Linked DNA regions of Macaca mulatta: region 1 is linked to region 2. The links are chromatin contacts, called in public Hi-C maps. All regions are on one chromosome and are shown on one strand. The core of a region is the stretch at or near the end of the contact, and the rest is flanking DNA. Distances in the headings are between cores, read along the strand shown.

The links. Hi-C and Micro-C count contacts between places; a contact is called where the count stands out from the background.
Region 1: a contact with region 2 is called in a Hi-C map of fetal cortical plate, with 2.7 times the contacts expected there. The contact joins the promoter of PSMD9 here to the promoter of RHOF in region 2. A contact is called at or near these places in 5 of 14 Hi-C or Micro-C datasets (CD4 T cells, cortical neurons, fetal cortex germinal zone and 2 more).

The regions. Positions count from the first base shown.
Region 1 is chr11:129,259,419-129,265,428 of T2T-MMU8v2.0, forward strand. It overlaps PSMD9 (proteasome 26S subunit, non-ATPase 9), which reads left to right and starts at 1,697. Exons shown (of 6, transcript XR_013401620.1): 1 at 1,697-1,894.
Region 2 is chr11:129,162,464-129,168,073 of T2T-MMU8v2.0, forward strand. It overlaps RHOF (ras homolog family member F, filopodia associated), which reads right to left and starts at 4,213. Exons shown (of 5, transcript XM_077955568.1): 1 at 4,021-4,213; 2 at 3,679-3,802. The coding sequence starts at 4,158.

The DNA.
Region 1 (6,010 bases), core at 447-2,946, 94 kb after region 2:
TCAGTCCTGCAATCCCAGCACTTTGGAAGGCCGAGCTGGGCTGGGTCACTTGAGGCCAGGGGTTCAAGACCTTCTCAGTCTCCTGAATGCCTGGGATTACAGCTGTGTGCCACCACACCCGGCTAGTTTTTTATATTTTTGGTAGAGACAGGGTTTCACCATGTTGGTGAGGCTGGTCTTGAACTCCCACCTCCCAAAGTGCTGGGATTACAGGCATGAGCCACCATACCCAGCCCATTACATTTAGTTGATGCATATCTTCAGTGTTCTTAAATCTAGGTAATTGCATATCCGCCTCCTTTCCCTTCCCCCACCCCTCATTCCCCATGTGTATTTCACAACATTGACTTTTTTTGAAGTTTTCAGGCCAGTTGTTTTGAAGTATGTCCCTTCTTTTGGATACGTCTGTTTTCCAATGATTAAATTCAGGGCAAACATGTTTGAATACTACACAGATGACCGTTAAGCCCTTTTCCAGACAGAATATATATATATATATATATATATATATATATATATATATATTTTTTTTTTTTTTTTTTTTTTTTTTTTTTTTTTTGAGACGGAGTCTCGCTCTGTCGCCCAGGCTGGAGTGCAGTGGCCGGATCTCAGCTCACTGCAAGCTCCGCCTCCCGGGTTCACGCCATTCTCCGGCCTCAGCCTCCCGAGTAGCTGGGACTACAGGCGCCCGCCACCTCGCCCGGCTAGTTTTTTGTATTTCTTAATAGAGACGGGGTTTCACCGTGTTAGCCAGGATGGTTTCGATCTCCTGACCTCGTGATCCGCCCGTCTCGGCCTCCCAAAGTGCTGGGATTACAGTCCAGACAGAATATTAGAGGCACATGGTCAGATATCAAAGTTGATCATTTAGTTACGCTGGGTTGGAATTTTGGCCTCACATTTTGCTAGTTGGGTAAATCGGTTATTGAGACGGTTTTCTCAGCTGTCAAACTGGGAGGTAATAATCTAGCTTCATGATGTTGTTGAATTAATATATGTCAGGCACTTAGAACACCGTCTGGCACATTATAAGTATCAATAAATAAACACTGTTACCGTTATTATTATCACTACAATTTATAGAGGCCTTAACAGGAACATCCAGCACCTTCAACAGTATGTGGAAGCATTCCATGAATATTTGTTAGCAGGACAGCTCTATGAGAGCTGCTATCAATTACTGCCCCATTTTACAGATGAGGAAACTGAGGCTCAGAGAAGCAAGTAGTGACTTAGGGTCACACAGATTGCCGTTTGGTGGCAAGATACGGGGTTTGTACTCAGGCATATCGGATCTGTAAAGTGAGGGATAAGGAATCTTAATGTATTTTGTAAATCCTCCACGGCTGTGTGGATGTGAAGAACTGAATTGGAGCGCCACGCGGCGGTTCTCTGGCGTACAGTATCCATCCATACAGTAGGCGCTCAATAAATGTCTGTTGCACGAATGAGGAAAGAAAATGAGTCAGCTGACGCGAGATCATCCCCTAGCGTTTGTATGCACCTACGTGGGGATCCATCGCTGCCGACGCTACTCCTGCCGGGTCACCACAGGCGCACGTGTTCCGGCAGGGCGCGGCTTCCGGCGACCCAGCTCCGCCGCCAAGCCCCACCCCAAGCCCCACCCCTTGCCTGTTGTCGCGCTCGCGGACGGCTGTGGTGTTTTGGCCCATGGGCGGAGCCGTAGTTACGGTCTACTGGGGCGTCGTCCGTAGCCCGGGAGCCGGGTGTGTGGAATCGCGGCCCGAGGTTCGCTATGTCTGAGGAGGAAGCGAGGCAGAGCGGAGGCTCCTCGCAGGCCGGCGCCGTGACTGTCAGCGACGTCCAGGAGCTGATGCGGCGCAAGGAGGAGATAGAGGCGCAGATCAAGGCCAACTATGACGTGCTAGAAAGCGTGAGTGTGGGTTCGGGGCGCCCCAGGTCGCCTAACCTGGCCCCCCGTCTCTGGAGGACTGGGAAGCCAGGGCCGCCTCAACTTGGGCGTTCCGCAATGGATCTTCTCCCTGGGAGGCCCAAGGCGCTGCAAGTGCGGCCTCTGTCGGCACAAGAAGGCAGTTAAAGAACCTTAGTAACTTAACAGTTAGCTATATTGATATCCAGCAAGCGTTTATGGAGCCCTACTGTGTGCTAGGCGCTGGTTTAAGTGCTGTGCATTGTTGAGTTCATTTAATCCTCACAACAACCCTTTGAGATGGATGCTGTTACTTTCTCCATTTTAGGGAGGGGGAAACAGGTGTTACTTGGTGATTGAACAGCTGTCATGTGCTTCGCTGACTGCCTTCTCTTAATTTTGTATTTTTTGTAAAGACAGAGTCTCGCTCTGTTGCCCAGGTTGGTATCGAACTGTTGGCCTCAAGCGATCCTCCCGTTTCGGCCTTTCAAAGTGCTGGGATGACAGGCGTGAGCTACTGCACCTGGCATTTGCTGATTGCATCATAACTTCTTAAACTTCAGTGTGTATGTGAATTACCTGGAGATCTTATTAAAATGAAGATTTTGTTTGAGGCAAGGGATCAGATTCTGCATTTGTAGTCAACTCCCAGCAATGCTGATGCTAGAGGTCTAAGGACCGGACTTTGAGTGACAAATAAGGCTCATCCTTATTGCATAAGGAGGAAACTGAGGCCCAGAGTGGGGCAAACGCCTATCTAAGGTCATGCAGGTTGGAATTGGCAGCGATGGGTCTGGCTCAAAAGCTGATGCAGATTTTCTTATGCCACCTAGTATAAAATCACAAATCAGTTCGCAGAGGAAGATTCAATTAATTACGCCCAAGTAGGGTGGGATGGAATGCATTTTAGGTGATGTAAATGAAGTTTCTTTTTTTTTTTGGTTTGAGACAGAGTCCCGCTTTGTCACCCAGGCTGGAGTGCAGTGGCTCAATCTCGGCTCACTGCAGCCTCCGCCTCCCGGGTTCAAATGATTCTCCTGCCTCAGCCTCCTGAGTGGTAGGGATTACAGGCGTGGGCTGGTATGCCAGGCTAATTTTGTATTTTAAGTAGAGACAGGGTTTCACCATGTTGGTCATGGCGGTGTTGAACTCCTGACCTCAGGTGATCCGCCCACCTCGGCCTTCCCAAGTGCTGGGATTACAGGTGTGAGCCACTGCGTCTGGCCATAAGATGAAGTTTCATACGGAGGGCCAGAGAACCATTTTACTGGGTACTGACTGTATGCTTAAAGTGGCATTCAGACCTCAGGTCTGTTCCATTCAGAACCTGTGCTTTCAAGCGAATTACCAGCAATTTCTCAAACTTTAGTTTATTTTCTACCACATGCAGGATACTATATGCATATACCACTTGTACTGTTATTCCTTTTATATTTTTATTTAAATAGATCTACTTTTAATCTTTTTTTTTTTTTTTTTTTTTTGAGACAGAGTCTCGCTTAGTCGCCCAGGCTGGAGTGCAATGGTGCGATCTCGGCTCACTGCAAGCTCCGCCTCCCGGGTTCACGCCATCCTCCTGCCTCAGCCTCCCGAGTAGCTGGGACTACAGGCGCCCGCCGCCTCGCCCGGCTAATTTTTTGCATTTTTAGTAGAGACGGGGTTTCACCGTGTTAGCCAGGATGGTCTCGATCTCCTGACCTCGTGATCCGCCCGCCTCGGCCTCCCAAAGTGCTGGGATTACAGGCGTGAGCCACCGCGCCCAGCTACTTTTAATCTTATATAAATGTATTATTATTATTATTATTGAGACAGGGTCTCGCTCTGTTGGCCAGGCTGGAGTTCAGTGGCACCATCTTGGCTCACTGCAGCCTCAACCTCCTGGGCTCAAGCAATCCTCCTACCTCAGCCTCCCAAGTAGCTGAGACTGCAGGTACGTGCCACCATGCCCAGCTAATTTTTATATTTTTTGTAGCTACGAGGTCTTGCTCTGTTGCTCAGACTGGTCTCAAACTCCTGGGCTCAAGCAGTCCTCCTGCCTCTGCCTCCCAAAGTGTTGGAGTCACAGGCATGAGCCACAGTGCCTTGCCCATAAATGTATTTTGAAAGAAAATTTCAAAACTCGGCTACATATGGAAAATGAGAATCTTTTCTCTTAAATATAAGGTCAGATGCTTTGCAGGTTGATATGGCACGTTCGTTGCTTCTGGCTGGCTGCTGTTGCTTGCTGAAGGCTTTCAGCCTGAAACCCTGCTCTGTTTGTTTTTAAAAAGTGGGTTTGGGCCGGGCGTGGTGGCTCACACCCGTAATCCCAGCACTTTGGGAGACTGAGGCGGGTGGATCACCTGAGGTCAGGAGTTTGAGACCAGCCTGGCCAACATGGTGAAATCCCGACTCTACTAAAAATAACAAAAATTAGCCAGGCGTGATGGCGCATGCCTGTAGTCCCAGCTACTTGGGAGGCTGAGGCAGGAGAATCACTCAAACCCGGGAGGTAGAGGTTGCAGTGAGCTGAGATCCTGCCACTGCACTCCAGCCTGGGCGACAGAGCAAGACTCTGTCTCAAAAAAAGAAAAGGGTTTGGGTACAGTGGCTCATTATTTGAGTGGCCAAGGTGGGAAGATCACTTGAGGCCAGAAGTTCAATACCAGCCTCGGTAGCATAGCGAGACTGTGCCTCTACAAAAAAAAAAAAAGTTTTAAAATTAGTTGGGCATGGTGGTGCATGCCTGTAGTCCCAGCTACTTGGGAGGCTGAGGCGGGAGGATTGCTTGAGCCCTGGATGTTGAGGCTGCAGTGAGCTATAATTGCACCACTGCATTCCCTTTTGGGTGACAGAGTGAGATGCTGTCTCTTTTTTTAATTAAAAAAAAAAAAGGCCAGGCATAGTGGCTCACGACTTTAATCCCAGCACTTTGGAAGGCCGAGGCATGTGGGTCATTTGAGGTCAGGCGTTCGAGACCAGCCTGGCCAATGTGGTGAAACCCCATCTCTACTAAAATACAAAAATGAGCCAGGCGTGGTGATACACACCTGTAATCCCAGCTACTCGGGAGGCTGATGCAGGAGAATCGCTTAAACCTGGGAGGTGGAGGTTACAGTGAATCAAGATTGCGCCATGACACTCCAGCCTGGGTGACAGACTCCGTCTCAGGAAAAAAAAAAAAAAAGTGGGCAGCCAAAACTGTAAACTATAAATCTCGTATAATAAAACATAGGAGTAAATCTTCATGACCTTGGATTGGGCAAAGCCTTTTTAGATATGGCACCAAAAACACAAGCTACAAAAGAAAAAATGATAAGTTGGATTTCAACATTTAAAACTGTGTTTCAAAGGACTTAGTAAAGAAAGTGAAAAGATAAGCTCCAGAATAGGAGAAAATATTTGCATATCATTTCTCTGATAAAAGGATAGTATCTAGGCTATAGTAAGAGCTCTTATAACTCAATAATAAAAAGAGAACCAATTAGAAGACAGGGAAAGGATCTGAATAAACATTTCTCCAAAGAAAATATGATCAATAAAAATGGTCAGTGGCCAGGTGTGGTGGCTCATGCCTATAATCCCAGGACTTTGGGAGTCTGAGGCAGGAGGATCACTTGAGGCCAGGGGTTTGAGACTAGCCTGGGCAACACAGTGAGAACCTATCTTTACAAAAAATTAAAAATTAAAGGCTTGGTGCGGTGGCTCACGCCTGTAATCCCAGCACTTTGGGAGGCCGAGGCGGGCGGATCATGAGGTCAGGAGATCGAGACCATCCTGGCTAACACGGTGAAACCCCGTCTCTACTAAAAATACAAAAAAATTAGCCGGGTGAGGTGGCGGGTGCCTGTAGTCCCAGCTACTCCCGGGAGACTGAGGCAGGAGAATGGCATGAACCCGGGAGACAGAGCTTGCAGTGAGTCGAGATCGCACCGCTGCACTCCAGCCTGGGCGACAGAACAAGGCTCTGTCTTAAAACAAAAAATTAAAAATTAGCCAGGTGTGGTGACATGTACCTGTGGTCCCAGCTACTTAGGAGGCTGAGGCAGATTGCTTGAACTCAGGAGTTCAAGGTTGCAGTGAGCTATGAACACACCACTGTACCCCAGCCTGGTCAACAGAAAGAAATCTTGTCTCAAA
Region 2 (5,610 bases), core at 2,963-5,462:
GGGACAGGGGTCTCTGAGGCCCAGGGCAGAGTTAAGGAGAGAAGACCTCAAATCTTCAGGAGGACACACAGGGCAGGTGGCCCCCAGCTCCAGCTGGGGCGTTGGTCAGGGAGGGGTGCTGGCGGCGTGAGAAGGGAAGCTGACAGAAGAGGAACCCACTTTTACTCACTCTGCTGGGGGCCCACCTGTGCCTCCCCAGGAAGACAGGGGCTGCGCAGCCCCAGCTGGGAGTTGAGACCACCTTCTGGGTGACCCCAGCCTTGGCTCAGCCCAGGCCTCCGGTGCTTCTGGGGCTCACGACGCCCACCTGTCCCTGGTTACTTGTCTTAGCAACTCCTACTCCATTGCCCGCCAATTTTCTTTCTGTTCCCATCTCAGGCTGAGAAGGGGACCACTGCTCCCAGGGCAACCCCCACCCCATTCTGTGCCCCTCCAACCCTGGACCCCACACCTTGGCCCCGATAAGCTCAGTCTCCCATCTGCGTCTTCACAGCCCACCTCACCCCGCCTCTCCCTGCCCAGGAAACTTCAGACTTCACCGCAGCTTCCTGCCTCAGAGGATGTCGGGGCCCGGGTGAGGCCAACAGAGCAGTGGGTGCCACGGCCCCCGCCCCTTCCCCTCTGAGCCCTGAGAGCCCTGTCACCCCATCTGTCCACCCTCCGCTGTGGTGTCCGTAACTACTTCCTCAGGATGGAGACAGCCAGACAGGCCTTCCACCAGGGCTCCTGTGGGCAGGTCTGGGTGTGGAGAAATTCAGCCTCCGAGAGCCACCCCTGTCTCACAGCTCTGGTGGCCACCAGTTGGGAAGACGCCCCTTCCGCCACTGGGTGTAGCCCATTGGGTTCTAGAACTTTCTACAACTACGTTTACTAGACTCATTTCTGGCTTGGCCATTCCCTTACCCTCTTGGCCTTTTGCCTCTCTCTATGTGACCTCCTGGCCATGGCTTTCTGTCATGTTCTCCCGAGAGCCGTCCACCTGCAGGCAGAGATAAATCATCTCCGGCATTCGGATCTATTACCCATTCATTCCATCACCTTCCAAGCCTTGCTCCATGACAAGCACTGGGACCTGGGCTCTCCCTGGTGGCACTCACTGACCAGGGGATTTCCTCCTATGAGCAGGCCTTCCCCGGTCATGGGGGGACACCCCCTACAGGGAGCAGCCAGATTTCTTCTCCCTGGGTACCCCTCCTTGGTGTGTCAGACTATGAGGCCAACCTCCTCCCATGAGCCCTGCTTCTCGGCTGCTTGGAAGAGACTTGCCAGGGAAGATAGATCTCCCCACTGCAGCAGGGGCTGGGGGCCAGCTCGGGGCATGGCACTGTAGATTCCAAAGCACAGGATCGAGCTAGGGCTGGGCAGGGATGGTAGAAGGGTCTTTTTAATTTTTTTTAATTTTAATTTTTTGAAACAGGGTCACGCTCTGTTGCCCAGGCTGGAATGCAGTGGCGTGATCTTAACTCACTGCAACCTCTGCCTCCTGGGTTCAAGCAATTCTCCTGTGTCAGCCTTCCAAGTAGCTGGGACTATAGGCGTGTGCCACTATGCCTGGCTAATTTTTGTATTTTTTGTATTTTTAGTAGAGATGGGGTTTCGTCATGTTGCCCAGGCTGGTCTTGAACTCCTGGCTTCAAGCAATCCTCCTGCCTCAGCCTCCCAAAGTGCTAGGAAACGGAGTCTCGCCCTGTCGCCCAGGCTGGAGTGCAATGGCACAATCTCGGCTCACTGCAAGCTCCACCTCCTGGGTTCAAATGATTCTCCTGCCTCAGCCTCCTGAGTAGCTGGGATTACAGGTGCCCGCCATCATGCCCAGCTAATTTTTGGATTTTTAGTAGAGATGGGGTTTCACCATGTCGGGCAGGTTGGTGGACATAATATATTAATCTGATTTAATCCTCATGACCCTCTTAGTGCTCATGACAGATCATGAAACTGAGGCCCAGACATCCCCAATGATACGTAGCCAATAGAGCTGCGGTCAAAGCCCAGATCTGACTCCAAAGAGGGTGGCAGGAACAGGATGGGACCGTGGATGGGATCCCCATAGTGCCGGTGGTCGCCTGCTCCTGGTAACTGTAGCAGGGGATGCTCCGCCATCCCTCCGGTAGCAGCTCTTTGCACAAGTTCTTCCTACATCACCTTGCAGCTTTCCAGAATCTCCACACCACAATCTACTCTGACATGTTCCTTGAGCATCGCTCTCTGGGCAAGGCCAGAAAGGCCATCCCTGTTCTCATGATGTGGAGGCTGCCCTGCACAGTGAACCCCGGGACCTGATAGGGGAGGCCCTGAGGGCAGAGGAGGAGGAAAGAAAAAGCCTCCCGGCTCTTGCAGGGCAGTGGGCGGCTGTAAATGTCTCCACTCAGGAGCACTTGACTCAAAAAGTGGGTGAACAACCTTGCCCCTCCCTGGCTCCTGGACAAGAAACATGAAAGTAAAAGTGTCCCAGACCATGACTCTTACTACCCTCTGGGCCACGCCTCGGGAATTCCTCTGATGTCTCAGCTCTCCCAGCTCACCAGGGGCTAGAGACAGGCCCTGTTTTGGGGGTGGCCCTAGAGGGCCCACATCCCACAAAGACAGGTTTCTCAGAGACCATGGTAGGACCTGCTGAAGTCGGAATGGAGGGGGCTCTGAGCTAGAACAGCCCCTTTTCGGGTCCTCTCCAAGGTCTACCTGGGGGTGGAGGTGTCTGGATTTTGGTTCCATCCTACGTCAGTGTCTGACCTCACCTCACACATACAAGGCTTGGCTGGCAGGAGAGGGCCACCTGGTGACGTGGTTCCCTGCAGGTCACTAAACACTGAGTCACAGAGGTGGGGTGAGGCCTCACCTGGGGATGTCAACCTTTGGTCCCCAATGTTGATGAAGCCCAGAAGGGAGTCAGGGTCCTCCCACTGACTGCGTTTCTCCCGTCCCCGCCCCTCACAACACCGACTCCCAAGCAATTGCACATAAATCCGTAGACCACCCACGGGGGGCTGCAGGTGGCAGGCAGAGCCTGGTGTGGGGCCCCTGCCCCCAGTGCTCTGTTCCTTCCTCAGTTCATTTTCTACACTGTCTGGTTTTGTCCCAGGGAACTGGGAAAGCACAGAAATAATTGTAGCCACACAATTCCAGAACCACCAACTGCAAGCCGTGGAATCCTGGGAGCTGCAGGCACAGAACTCGCATCCACAGGACCCCAGAGTCTCAGGCTGCAGAGCGCAGGCCACAGAGCCCTGAAGCCACAGGCTGATTTGCAGCCGGGAGCATCCCAGAACCACAGGACCCAGACACACAGCCCAGGCAATCCGAGCACCAGGGGGCTCAAATCTGCAGCCCACAGAGTCTGCAGAGACCACAGCAGGCAGCGCAGCAATCCTGGAACCATGGGAGGCCCAAGAGCAGCCCACTGCTTTCTAGAACCACAAGAGAGGAACTAGCTGTGGGCTCTCAGCACAGAGCTGGGAGGGTGGCCCCGGAGTTCACCTCCTCCTCCACACTCTCCACTTACATATAGGGCTTGGCCTCTAGGGTCGCGCAGCCAGCGCCCCTGAGCGGCCTCCAGGAGTGAAGAGCCGGCCAGGACCCTGGCAAGGCTGCTGGGCGGGGACGCCCGGTGGGGGACGCCCGGGAGGGGAAACCCTTCGGGCGGGCGGACCCCCGGGACCCCGGGGGCGCAGGCCCACTCACCGGCCGTGTCGTAGAGATTCAGGGTGACCTCCTTGCTGCCAACGGTCACGCTGGCCGTGTACTTCTCGAACACCGACGGGGCATAGTGCTGCGGGAGAGGGGGTCGGTTGGTCCTTAGTGGGGCCTGCGGGGGCCAAGGTTCCAGCTAAACCCACTGTCCACCCCCCTCACTCGTCCCGGATCATCACCCCCTCACCCCGCTGGGCTCTGGAATTCCCGAGGGGCGCCCCGGGGTGGCGGCCGCCTCTCCGTACTCGCGACGCCGGGGACCGAGGGTCGGGGCTCTGGGCTCAGGCTGAGGGGCGTCCATCGCCCCCACCCCAGCCCCGCTGCGGGCCTCACCTCGGGGAAGGAGCCCTGGCTGTACACCATGAGCAGCGAGGTCTTGCCGCAGCCGCCGTCACCCACGATCACGATCTTCAGCTCCTTCCTGCCCGGACCGGGGGCGGCGGTCGGGGCCGGGGCCCCGGGGGCATCCATAGCCCGGAGCCCGCAGCACTGGCGGCTGCGCGCCCGGCACTAGCGGAGCCAAGAGGTCGGGGGCGGGGCGGGGCCGGAACTAGCCCCGCCCACTCAGAGCGGCGCCACCTCCGCCAGGCAGCCTCCCGGCCGACCTCCCAGCCTCAGTTTCCTTTCTGCTAAGGTCCCAGCCCTGGGTGTGGGTATTCAGCTCTCAGTCCCAGCGATACTGCGGCACCGGAGAAACGGGGCTCAGCTGCGAGAGAAGCTCCCACCCCCATCCCACCGCCACCCTCTGCGCGTCACGGCGCGCCCCTCGCCGGCGAGACCCGATCGTGGCTGCCCAGCGACTCCAGGTGCCCCTGATTGGCAGGCTCCGCCTACGGCAGGGACCCTCTGATTGGCCGGCGCGGCCAGACAGGACCTCCCGGATTGGCTGGCTGTGCACCTGGTGCGAGGAGCCCCAGGCCTCGAGCTCCGGGAAGAGCCCAATTTTGCACTGCCCCAACGGCGTGGCTTGGCGCATGTCCGCCTCTGGCCTCAGTTTCCCCACAGGAGGTAGCTGCGGTGGCACCAGGGAAGATGCTGACGCGAGGGTCGTGTCTGCCCACCTCGCCTGGGCTAGGGACGCCTGCGTGTACGCGGGTTCGGGGTGTGGAACTGGGCTCCGCTTACCCGCACCCCGACACCGGGCTGCAGGGTGGACGTCCAGCGCCCTCTGCCGGGCAATCGTCTCGGCGCCGGCCGCAGGTTGGCCCCAAACCACGAAGGGCGGGCGCCTCCTTCCGACAGGAGCCAGAGGCGCGAACCACGCAAGACGCCGTCAGGGAGGGGCAGGTTGGAGTAGCGCTAGTTGAAGTCAGCTTGATCCCTCTCCTTGAGCTTTGGAGACTGACCCCACACTCATCAAGAAATGTAAGAAAATGCGTTTCCTTGCCAGCAGCCACATGTCTTTCATCTCAGGAATCCCCCCAACTCTCCCGTCCCATGATCAAAACAGCTTTTGTTGAGCACTTACTGTAGGCAGTGCTATCCGGGCTGCTGGCTGAATCACCCGTAACCCCCACCTCTCGTCTTACCCCTCCCCCCGGGCAGGATGACTGCCCTCCTCACCAGCCAGGTGAGTGGACAGGGTGGCAGAGGGACCTCCCTGGAGCTGCTCCACGGCAGATAGGCACGGGAGCATGGCCGAGAGTTGGATCCTACCAGCTGGGGTAGAAGAGCCCATTTCTAACAAAACCTCAACAGCAGCATAGTTGGGGGCAAGTGACTTTCCGTAGTTTCCGCAGATAGGGGCTGGCAGGACTCAAGATCTTTTTGCTGGCGATCCCACCCCAAAGACTCCCAGTTTTCAAGATCCCGGCAAGGCTCATGTAAACCTCACTTCGTGGAGGAAAACCGCCAACCTGGCAGTTCCATGGTCAAGGTTCTCAGCCGCTGCAAGGAAGGCACCGTCTGACCACCAGAGGGCAG